2 separate regions of the Gossypium hirsutum genome follow, and region 2 is linked to region 1. The links are chromatin contacts, called in public Hi-C maps. All regions are on one chromosome and are shown on one strand. Each heading gives the region's core, a stretch centred on a gene start, on an enhancer-like site or on the middle of the called end of the contact. The rest is flanking DNA. Distances are from core to core; before and after follow the strand shown.

Region 1 (5,442 bases), core at 566-3,065:
TTTCTTAATTGTCAAGCTTGCTCCACAATTTGAATCTTCAACAAAGTTTGACAACCACTCCAATTGAACGATGTCTTCATACTGCAAAATCAATCAAAAATAATGGACGAAAATTAAATTAAATTAAAAATATTTGTCCAAAAAAGTATTATTTAAGTACCAATTAAGTGGACCCCACAACACATAAACATTATATTTTCCAACAAAGGCATGCATAACTAATCACATGACAAATCATGTGACTTACATAACCGAAGCAATAATTATGCCTTCAAATAATGCAAAACTGTTGGCTGTATTCCACTTTTTTTCGACCAATGTAGCCGACAATCAGATATCATAAAAATAATATTTTTTCAAAAAAAATCTAAACTTTAATCTTGGGTGATATGGACTTTAAGACACTAACTGGAACAGAGAGTTCGGCGGAGAGGTCGGAAGCGCTGTTGTTGGAAAAAACTGAGTCAGAACCCGGGAATGACTCGGAGTGAGCAGTCCAAATGCTGGGAAAAGCGGCGGCGTTGATGGCGGAATCAGCGGCGGAGAAACCAGCTTCGACATCCTCGTTAGGGAAGTCGAGGAGATCGTCTATGTGGTCGAAGAAGCTGCCGCAATCTATCTCGTCGATGAAGTTGGTTGGTCCAATCATGGTTTCTTTATGTTAATAATTTCTCTCTTAAGAAATTTATAAACCTGTCAAGAAAAGAAAATGTAAAATTTATTATTAATAATGTTAATTTTGCATGTGAATGTCTCTCTTTATTGAAAAGCGGGCACTGCTAAAATGATTGAGCCGTGTGGCGCATGTTAGCATATGAATTTTTTTGAAAAATACAATTTTGAAAATTGAAATTTCAAATTTGAGCAATTTTGAATTGAAATTTGGAAGTATTTGAGATTTTTTTTTAATACAAATTTGTTTTTATGTTCCAAAATTTTTTATTTTATTTGCTCAAATGGAAGGTGAAGTAAAAATTAAAATTTTCTAAGTTAGTGCAAGGTGGTCCAATGCTAGCTAAAATTTTTTTTTTTTAAGGTGGTGGGAGGATTATTGATTTTTAAAATTCTATTTTCAAAAGTGAACAAAAAAATGGAGGGATTATGAAGCAAACCTTTCGTTACTAAGTGAGCAAAACTTTTCTGGGGAAACAGGAGATAATTTTCCCGGAAAATGAAGAGAATTGTTCGAGAAACCTGCAACCAAAAAAAAAGTGAAATTGTTAGCACATAAAAGACTACAATGCTAGCTGAAATAAACTTTTTGAGCTAATGAAAACCACTTCTCAAAAATTCAGTTTCAATTCCTCTGTTTTCTCAGCTACCAAACAGGGTATCATTCATGGAAAAAGAAATGATTTTTGGACCCATAATTGAACACCATACTCCCTGCCGACACTAAAATTTCCAATGTAACAACAAACCCAATTTTAAAAACCAACAAAACTCACTGAAAATGTTAAACTGGGAGCTAAAAAGAATTCAAAAAATTCCCAATTTCCCACCAAAACAAGAACTCATTGAGAAACCCAACGTTCAAAAAGATCAAAACTTTCAACTCCAATGAAACAAGTTCCAAAAACCCAACTTCATATTGGTCCAAAATCAGTCATGTAAATGAGTAATAGTGTGAGCAAAGGCAATGAGGAGAGAAAATAATACCTTTGAAGAAGAAAGAGAGGAAAATTGAAGGGGAGAGAGAAAGGGAAACAAAGGATAAAAAGGAGAGGGAAGGGAGGATTTATGGTAGGTCAGCACTCAGCATCCTTTCCTTCATTGCTAGCTGTCTTTTACTCTTCTTTATGTCTTCATCTTCAAGGCTTCTCTCTCTTTTTATTACTCCTTTTGGGTCCCATCCTTTTTTTTTTTCTAGATTTTCAATTTTTTTCCACCCAAGGTTTTCAATTAAAAATTAAAAGATATCAAGAAAAAAAAATCAAATTTTGGGGTTTTTTACAAAATTTTAAAAAATAATTTGTTTGAATAAAATGGAGGCAAAAACGTGAACTTTATTAGAGCACTATTTACATATTTAATTACGAGTTCGTTTTGTTAGTACAATCATAAGAAAGGTTTTGAGTTTTAGTTTCATGAGTGAATTAAGAATCATAAGTTTACCTAAAATATTTATATTTCATGAATTTAAGAAAAATAGTTAATTATATATATTTTATAATAGGATAGTATTTAATAAATTATTAGTAAAAAATACGCTTCAACATATTTGAATCTACATCCTCTTATATTAATAATAATATTTATACTAATCGAATTAAGACTCGATCGATATTTGATTATTAAATTTAATTATAATAAACTTTGAAGTAAATTTCAGAATTAATTACCATTATTATTACATGTGAAGAAACGACCAACTTAATTTACCCCTTAATTTTTTAACTACCCTAAGTCAAAAGAAACAAGTAGCGCGTGTAAATAAGACTTGAATGGAAGTACACCGAATTTGGCTTGCGTGGCAAATTATCATTGGGACTGTTGACGTGGAAATAGAAAACTGCGCGTGGGGTTTGTTTTACTTGGAGTTTAAAATTCCCGTGTGGATTAGATTTGCCACCTATTTCCCATAAAAATACAACTTTTATTTTCTCTTTTGTCAATTAACCTAACGCGGTTTTTATATATACCCAAGATTTTTTTAAAACCAAGTAAATTAATTGGATATTTTATATTCTTTTTATTTTTGCTAAAATAATTATTTTTTATGGATTTGCTACTTCTTTTGGAGAAGTGTCGTTCGTTTGAATTTGGCCGAATTTCAACAAATCTATTATTGTTTCCTATGCAAGTTTTGTTTATTGACTCTATTGAGAACTTGAATAACTTAGCAAAGTAATTTTATCGAGAATTTGAAGAAGTAGCGAGTTTAGTAAATAAAAAATATCTCACTAAGTGTTTGAATAGGCAAACTGTGCCCACCATTGTGAACTCATGCCATGTAGCTTATAAGACGTTAATTGTTGTTTGAGCTAGTTATAGTGCATGGGTTTGAGTTCAACCGTGCACAATTGTGCATGGCTCAGTTTGTTCAGGCATCAAACAAGATGCTTCCACTTTATGAGTAAGATGCATCTTTAGGCTCTTACATCATTGATAAAATCACTCTATAAAACCGAATAAGATTTTAATAGAGTTGAGAAACAATTCCCAATTGGAGGACAATAACGATTTTACTGAAGGGTTTTTCGACTTTAAGTGAGTGATACTTTACAAATTTCTCTTAAAAGTATCTAAAAATCTCTCAAGACTTTTAAGTTAAAAAAGGGTTTTATTTTTCGAATTTTAGGAAAATTTGTTCTAATATAATTAATAGTTAGCAATTCGCAAATTAAAATTATTGAACTTAAATCCTTTTCTTTGAAAAATATAATCTTGCATATTTCTAATTTTTTGTTCTTTTACTTGGTGGCTCTTGAAAGTAGTATTGCATGTAAATTTTTAAAAAAATCTAATTATTCTCAAAATAGAAGCTTCACTTGTATAAAGTATAATAATTAATAATAAATGATGTTGCATTAAAGTTATTTGTTCATTTGATACTAATTAATTTTTTTATGAACAATTTAATATTGTCTTCCAATAAGTAATTAGTTTTAGTTAATAACGTAATTGTAATGCGTGTGTGCTGATAAATCTACTACAATAAATAAAAATTGATTGAAGTGATTGCATAGAATTCCATTTTATTAAATTTTATTAATTGCAACAAATTTATTTTCATGGGGATTAAATAATAAAGAGTTGACTTAATCATTTTTTTAACTTTTTTTAAGTGAATTATAAGAAAAGAATAAAAACTTAACAATAACATAATTAACGTAACTTAAACCCAAACCACAATTAAAATAGTAAATATCCTAATCATCGTACTAACTCACCATTTTTCTTTAGCTTTTCAAAACACGTTGAGATGCACCTTTGGTTCCATAAATTTAGACCAATCATGAATTTATTTATTTTTTATTTCTGAGTATAATAATAGAGACACATTTTTACTTTTAATTTATATATCAATGAGTTGTTTTCAGATATATCCCACATTTTTTTGGTATTCGATATTGACCACTAAATTTTGAAGTGGGATGGAACAACTTATTATTATCATAAATGCCTCCCATTGTAAGGTGTTTAAATTTCGATAAAATTTTAAATAAATTTAATAAAAAGTGGGGAAAAAGGGTTTCATTCATGACATGGAAAAACTCAAATTCTTTAGTTTGTGTTTTCTTTTTCTTTCAATAATCGAATTTAGAATTAGTGTTAATTGAGAATATAAGCACAATTTTTTTGTTACTTTATTTGTGATTTAATTGATAAAAGTAGATTTCATTGTTAATTTTAATTAAAATTTTCAGTTAATTTCTTTTTAATTTTCAAATTACATCTTTTAAAATAATTTGAGTATTGAATGACATTACAATTTCAAAATATTGATTTAAATTTGAATTTTAAAAATAACATAATTAGAAGGGAAAATCATAAACTTAAAAAAATTAATTTTTATAATTCATCAAACAAACATGAAAAATATTTATTTATTTTTTTAAAATAAAAATAAATGATGAGAAATTAATTAGAGGTCTGTAATTGAATACATTCATCAAGGCACCTTGTAAAATCTTGACTGTATAATTTAATGTATTTATAAAGTTATGATTTTTGGACAATGATTTTGGGTCCCCTTCCACTAACTATTAATTATAGTCTCTCCTTTTAGTAGAGGAAGAAAGAAGGAAAAATTTTAATAGAATTCGGGGCATTCTTACAAAATAATTTTACTTTTTGCCTTTTTTTTATTTTTTATTTTTCTATTCTTTTACTACATTTATTTTACTTCAACTTCAACTTTTTCTCTATAAAAGATTAAGGGCTAAATTGACAACAGATGAAATGCAAAGAGCTAAATTTAAAATTAAACCTTTTTTTTCAAAGTATAATTACATGTAATATTGGCAAATGTGAAATATTTCCTTCTTTTTTTTTTTTCAATGTTACCCTACGACACCTAATGTAAATTAATTTTTTTATTATTTCCTCCCATGTTTCCCCCACTCTATGGATGGGAACCACAGGTTGTTCAAAATTGGAAAGTGGCATTACCATCAAATAAAGGATACTAAATTTAGGATTAAACATATTTTAAAAAGATTTTTTTGGGTAAAAAAAAAAAGAAAAAAGTTTTGATTTTTTAATTAGATATTATTAAAAGGTTAATAAAAAGAGAGTGCAAAAACATGGTTGGAGGGGTATTAGGGTGTAGAAGAAATGATGAACCTCACTCACTCCATATCTCCTTTCACTCTTTTAATTAACTTCATTTCTACTCTTTGCATCAATTCCTTCTAAAATACTCACTCCTTTTTTATTTCCATAGAAAATTTTGCTATAATATTTTTAGAAATAACTCAAAAATTTTTTATTATTTTT
Region 2 (5,967 bases), core at 822-3,321, 140 kb before region 1:
CAATGGAAACTCTCAACTTTCGAGATGCATCAACCTTTTTCTTATCTAACAACCATGCAGCAAAACCAGCAGCTATTGCTTCTGTAACTGGCTCAGTAAGGCTCACAGGTTCTCCCTCAACACCAGAAACAGCCACACCTCTAATATCACTGTATGATCATTAAGGGAATGAATGAAGAAGCAATCCTTGATCACCATAGAAAAACAGTTAAAAAAAATTAAAAACAATAAAAACAATAAAAAGGCATTTTGGTTCCATTACAATACTAAAGACCTGTAAACTAAAGTGGCAGCACTGCCTAAAAAGAGAAAGCTTACTTGTACTGTTAGGACCAGTGGATAAAGTATGTATATCATAACAAGTCCACCAGGAATTTATCCTATCAGGTCATCTTATACATCCTACTGCTAAACTGTTAATAAACAGGATACACAGCCACCATTCAATAGGATCAAAAGCCACAGAAAATTTGTTTTAAAATTAATCCAAAAGACATGAGTAATAGACTTGAAATGCAGTTAAGATCAGATAATCCAAGGAGAGAAGAATATAATATATGCGGACTACTTGTTGAGGAACAGTCATGCTAAAATATAAATTAAGAAAGTTATAAGTTTAAATGCATGGTGCAATGGATGGACTTCTCACCTGCCATTCTGAAGCTTCAGAAAATCGACTTTGTCCAGAGATGGTATTGCAGTAGCAGATGAAGCAGCTGCAGTAAAAGTTTCAAAGGAAAATACAACACTTCAGAAGATAGATATCTTTTAAATTTCAATGGACCATACAAAGAGAAAATTTCAAAGTTGTTATAACATCCTACAAATGGAATCTACCCTGATAACCAAAAAGATAAATACAATGCCAATCCGATGAATGGTGACAACAAAAAGAAATTTAGTCTTTTATTTCATTTAACACACATATTGTTGTATTTGATATGAACCAAATAGAGAGACTTGAACGGACCGTTGCAGTAAAAAGTTCTTCGGTTAACAAAACCATTCTGATATTTCAGTAGTTTGCGCATTTGCATGGAGGAGTTGCTAGTCCATGCTAACTTCCCTCCATGAAAAGGAGGCAAGGCGCGCATATAAGGGACACAAATGTCCCTTTGATATTGGGTCCCGAACTGCCTATTCTGTTGGTAGAACTGTGCAATAAAAACATTTTGAACAACCTTCCCTGACAATGCTGCATGAAATTTGCAATTTTATCAGATTTACACAAGGGTAAACTCTTCATTAATAGCTCAGAGTCATCTACATCATTATCAATCTTCAACTCCAATCAGAACCCATAATTTTCACCAACTGTGTTCCTTTAACTTGCTTTAGTATTTAGTTAACCTCATCATTAACTATTATTATTCAATAAAATCAAAATTTTCATTCCTGTTAGTGTATCCATTCTTTTTTCTATTCATTTTTTTTTATTCACTTAAAAGTTCATATTCTTTTAACAGCCCACCCCAATAAATGGGAGAATAAAAAAAAAAGACAAGAAGAAGAAATGTGGCGGCCTCTAAGCAAGTATAAAAAAAGGGGAACTTAGGCAAAAGCAAGAATCACAAACCAGCCATCACTATTGAACTTATTTAACTATTAAGCAAATCAGAAGCAGGAACTCAATTATAATTCATTAATAATTATCAACAACAAATCCAAATTTAAAAAAAAGTTGAATATTTTAATCAAACCCAAATTTCAGAAACATAGTAAAGATTAATTCAATGACTAAACAAATGTAAGATATAAGGCATAAACTAACAAGGGTTCATCCATATTTACTCAAATAACAAGATAGCATCAAATTCCCATAAAAAATTATTAATCAAGAGATATGTAATTAACCAAAAGAAGAGAGCTTTTGTGTTAAAATAAGAGGGAAAATGAATGAAAAATTGAAAACTTTTTACCTGCCATTTGAAGAGGTGGAAGGTTTGATCAGAAAGAGAATAAAATCAATGGGCTGAGAAAAAGAGGAAGTGAAACAAAAATTGGGGGTGCTGAGGAAAGAAAGAGTAGCTGGGTAATCTCAGAAGCTGCCAGATGCCTGCCGAATTTTATATTTTTAAACGCATTGGACAGTTTACCCCTGGTGAATACAATAAGTTAATATACTATATAGTACTTAAGATTGTCTTTAATATTCAATTTAGTACTTAAAATTTTTTTATCTCAATTTAGTACCTAAGTTTGGATTCAATATTCAATTCGGTACTCAGACCAAATAACCTAATAGATGTTTGACACATGTACTTTAGTAAAAGAATAAAGGTATTTAACTGGAACAAAAAAGCTTAAGTATCAAATTGAAAAAGTTCGGGTACCAAAATGAACATTGAAGCTAAACTCTAGTACTCATTAGGACAAAAAACTCAAGTATCATATTATACATTAAATTCAAATTCAAGTACCAAATAATGTATTAACGCTAAGTTAATTACCAAGATTTTAATTTTTTTTATAAAGAAATTAAGGCCTTGTTTGATAAACCATTGAAAAAATTAAATCCATTGAAAATAATTTAACCTTTTTACACATGTTTAATAATCCAAAATAAAAACAATCTTATGAAATTCTATAAAAAATGTGAAAAATAATAATTAAATATTTATTACTTAATAGAAAATATTTTTAATTAATTTAATTTAATATTATATTATCTTATAAAAATTTACATTTAAAATTTAATTTTTTATTTAGAATAAAGAGAAATATTTAAAAATTAAAGTTAAAACGTAGAATTTTTAATAATTTAAATTTAAATTTAAATTTTTTAAAAAATATAATTAGATTTCGTAATAATTTGAAGTAATATATTAAATAATTTTATAACTTAAATTCAATATTTATTTTTTTAGCACTTAAATTTTTAATATTTATTCTTTTTAACACTTTATTTTTTAATTTATCAAACAACACGTAAATTAAAGAATTATTTTTTTAATACCAAAAGTAATTTTTTAATGATTAATGGAATCCTTATATTATTAAATAATATGTTTTTAATTAAAAATAAATTTATTTTCAATAAAATCTCATGGATCATAATCAGTTTTTTTATTGTGCTTAATAGTAATTCATTTATTTTAAATTTATTAAATAATTGATTAAAAATAAGCTTAAAATATTTAGAACATATTTAAGTTTAGAATATATTTAGGGATAATATAATTTTTCGCACTTGAACTTGTTAATTAAATTCATTTTGGTATTATACTTTTTTTGGTCCATTTTCACACTTTAACTTGACAATTAGATTCATTTTGGTTCTTGGACTTGAATAATATAAAAGTTCGATAATGTGACACTTTAAGATTGTGTCACATCATCACTTGAAAAATAAAAAATTTATAAAAGTTTTCAGGTGATGACGTGGTACAAACTCATAGTGTCACATTCAATGTTTTAATAACCGAATCAGTGGTTGAACGGGTTAGACTATCGATGCTTGATTAACCAATTTGATCAACTTGACCACCGGATCAACAAATTAAATAATTAATTAATTTTTCATAAAAATAAAAAAACTATTAAACCAGTCCAACCTGTTCAATTGTCAATTTCTATCCCAATTTTTGATTTTTACCAATTTCAAGTATTTCTTGAGTCAATCTTTTCAACCCATGTATTCGGACCATTATATCAATCAGTTCTCAGTCCATCTAATCCAGTCTTGTTCCAATAGTATTGGTCACATCATCAAATCTCCATAGATTCCACATTTAGGGATCAAATGTTTCAAGGATCAAATTGAACAAAAAAATGTATGAGTACTAAGAACAAAAAAATATATGAGTACTAAAGTGAACATAATTATCAAATTCAAAAACCAAAATTCACATTATCCCTAAAACTTATTATGCTTGTAAATAGAAAAGCATTTTAAAACTAATTAAATTCATTCTTAAAAAAATTAGAAGAATGAATAAAAAATAAAAATAAATAGAGAAATTAATATTTTCTTACAAAAAGATATCACTATTTATTTATATAATTTTATGTGGCAGAGTATATTATTTGTGAAATATAAAAAAATATTTTTTAAATTTTAATTATATATATAACCTTGTGAAAGAAAAAAAAAATTCTCCTAGAAGGGTGCTAAATAATATCTCTTTATGTAACTCCTTTTATATGATATATAAAATATCTCTTATTCCATGGAATATCCAAATTAATTCTAACATAAAAACAATTTGTCCCCCTCTTTTTTCTGTCTTTTCTCTACCAAAAATATCCTTTAGATAATTAATTTTTTTATATAAAAATATTTTTCCTTTTTAAAAAGAAAAAGACAAATGAGCAAAACCTAAAAACTAATAAAATTCAGTTGATTCAAGAATCAATATTAATTAATTGAACAAGATTTAAAAAATTAATTGAACCAAAGGCTAAATTAATTGAAATAGATTTTATAAGTTTTTAACAATTTTCTTTTCAAATTTTTAATATTTATTTAATTTAAATCTAATAGATTAGTTTAATCAATTTAACCATCGACCTATAAAATAGATTTTAAGCCTCCTTTAAAAATTAGAGTACTGGATTTAAATTTTTTTAAAAAAAATTTGGAGCCCATTACTATTTTTTGAATTAATGTATTATACTATTCTTTTTAAAGTATTATGAATTACTAAAAACTCTATCACACATATATGCGTATGAAAATCATGTATTTAGAATACGAATTTATGTTTAAAAATAACATATAATAAATAATGAAATGTATAATTTAAAACTAATTAATAATAGCATATGAAATATAAGTTCAAAGATGCATATTTTTTATTTTAAATAAAAACCTAAAGTGCCTACAAATAGTATAATTTATTGTTTAAAGTACCTACAAATAGTATATATTTTTTTTAGAGATATCAATTTTTTTCAATATCGAAAGGTGCTTTTACCAAAAAAAATAAACTAGAAGAAGGAACAAATGAATAAACTAAAATATTGAGCTAATTACGCCAATGACTTAGTGGCATACGTATGCGAGTTTCAAGTTAATTGACATAAAGTACAAAATTTGATCCTGTGTTTGTAAATCATTTCTCCAATTTCCGTTGTAATGTTTTTGTCTAATTTATTAAAAAAATCGAAGTATTGAAAACCACAACTAAAACGGAATCGTTTCAACAAACAAAAGTCAACCTAGTTGACGAGTGAAAGGTGCAATGCAGGTCGGCTTCAAAGTTCAAAAATCCTAGCAGAAAAAACCCATCCTCTTCTCTTAATTAAATTCTCAATTTTCACAGTATTAACAAATTTAGGAATTAGGGTTTTCTCTGAAATTTCATGAGAAATCCCCTCAAAATTCATGGAAGATGATCGAGATGGTGTTGAACGATCGTTTAGGGAAGAAGGTGTGCGTGAAGTGCAACGACGACGACACCATCGGAGACTTGAAAAAGCTGGTGGCGGCTCAAACCGGTACCCGAGCAGACAAGATACGAATCCAGAAACGGTATATGAAGTTGTGAATTTGGGTTTCTTTCTATTCCAAACTTAAATAAAAACACAGCAAGTTTAGAACAGCTATTATTAGCGACAAAACTAACAATCAATTATTACTAACATTAGTAACATCAGCTGCATTTACTTTCTGAGTCTGCCACATCCCAACTACGATAAAGACAACGAGGGCAAGCAGACGCCAATGAAAGGAGCCAATGCTTTGCAATAACCATTGCAGCAATCATCCGAATAAATGCAGTAGGCAATGTCGAGAAAGCATTCCTCGACAGCAACTAGAGTGGCCGCTGCTAAAAGTATGTTGCCATTACAATTCAATCTCTTCATTGACTTTTTAATTTGAATATCAAGTTCATTTCATCGCATTTTCAAATTTATTTATAATGTTTTGCTTGAAGTCTAGTAAACAAGTTCGGATATACAGGTATATTACACCACGCCAGTTACTCATCCAAGCTGAGTATATATATATATATCAGGTTATCC

Evidence for each region. A called contact is a pair of places that touch in the nucleus more often than the background predicts.
Region 2: a contact with region 1 is called in a Hi-C map of leaf, with 5 times the contacts expected there. The contact joins the promoter of LOC121207724 here to the promoter of LOC121207720 in region 1. A contact is called at or near these places in 18 of 34 Hi-C or Micro-C datasets (anther, callus, fibers and 4 more).

What each region holds. Positions count from the first base shown.
Region 1 is chrA10:111,378,728-111,384,169 of Gossypium_hirsutum_v2.1, reverse strand. It overlaps LOC121207720 (GATA transcription factor 8), which reads right to left and starts at 1,815. Exons shown (of 4, transcript XM_041078089.1): 1 at 1,660-1,815; 2 at 1,113-1,194; 3 at 410-693; 4 at 1-81. The coding sequence starts at 649.
Region 2 is chrA10:111,517,341-111,523,307 of Gossypium_hirsutum_v2.1, reverse strand. LOC121207724 (phosphomannomutase/phosphoglucomutase) reads right to left here and starts at 2,071. Exons shown (of 17, transcript XM_041078093.1): 1 at 1,920-2,071; 2 at 650-716; 3 at 1-149. The coding sequence starts at 1,926. It overlaps LOC121207722 (a long non-coding RNA gene), which reads left to right and starts at 5,160. Exons shown (of 2, transcript XR_005902841.1): 1 at 5,160-5,473; 2 at 5,590-5,878.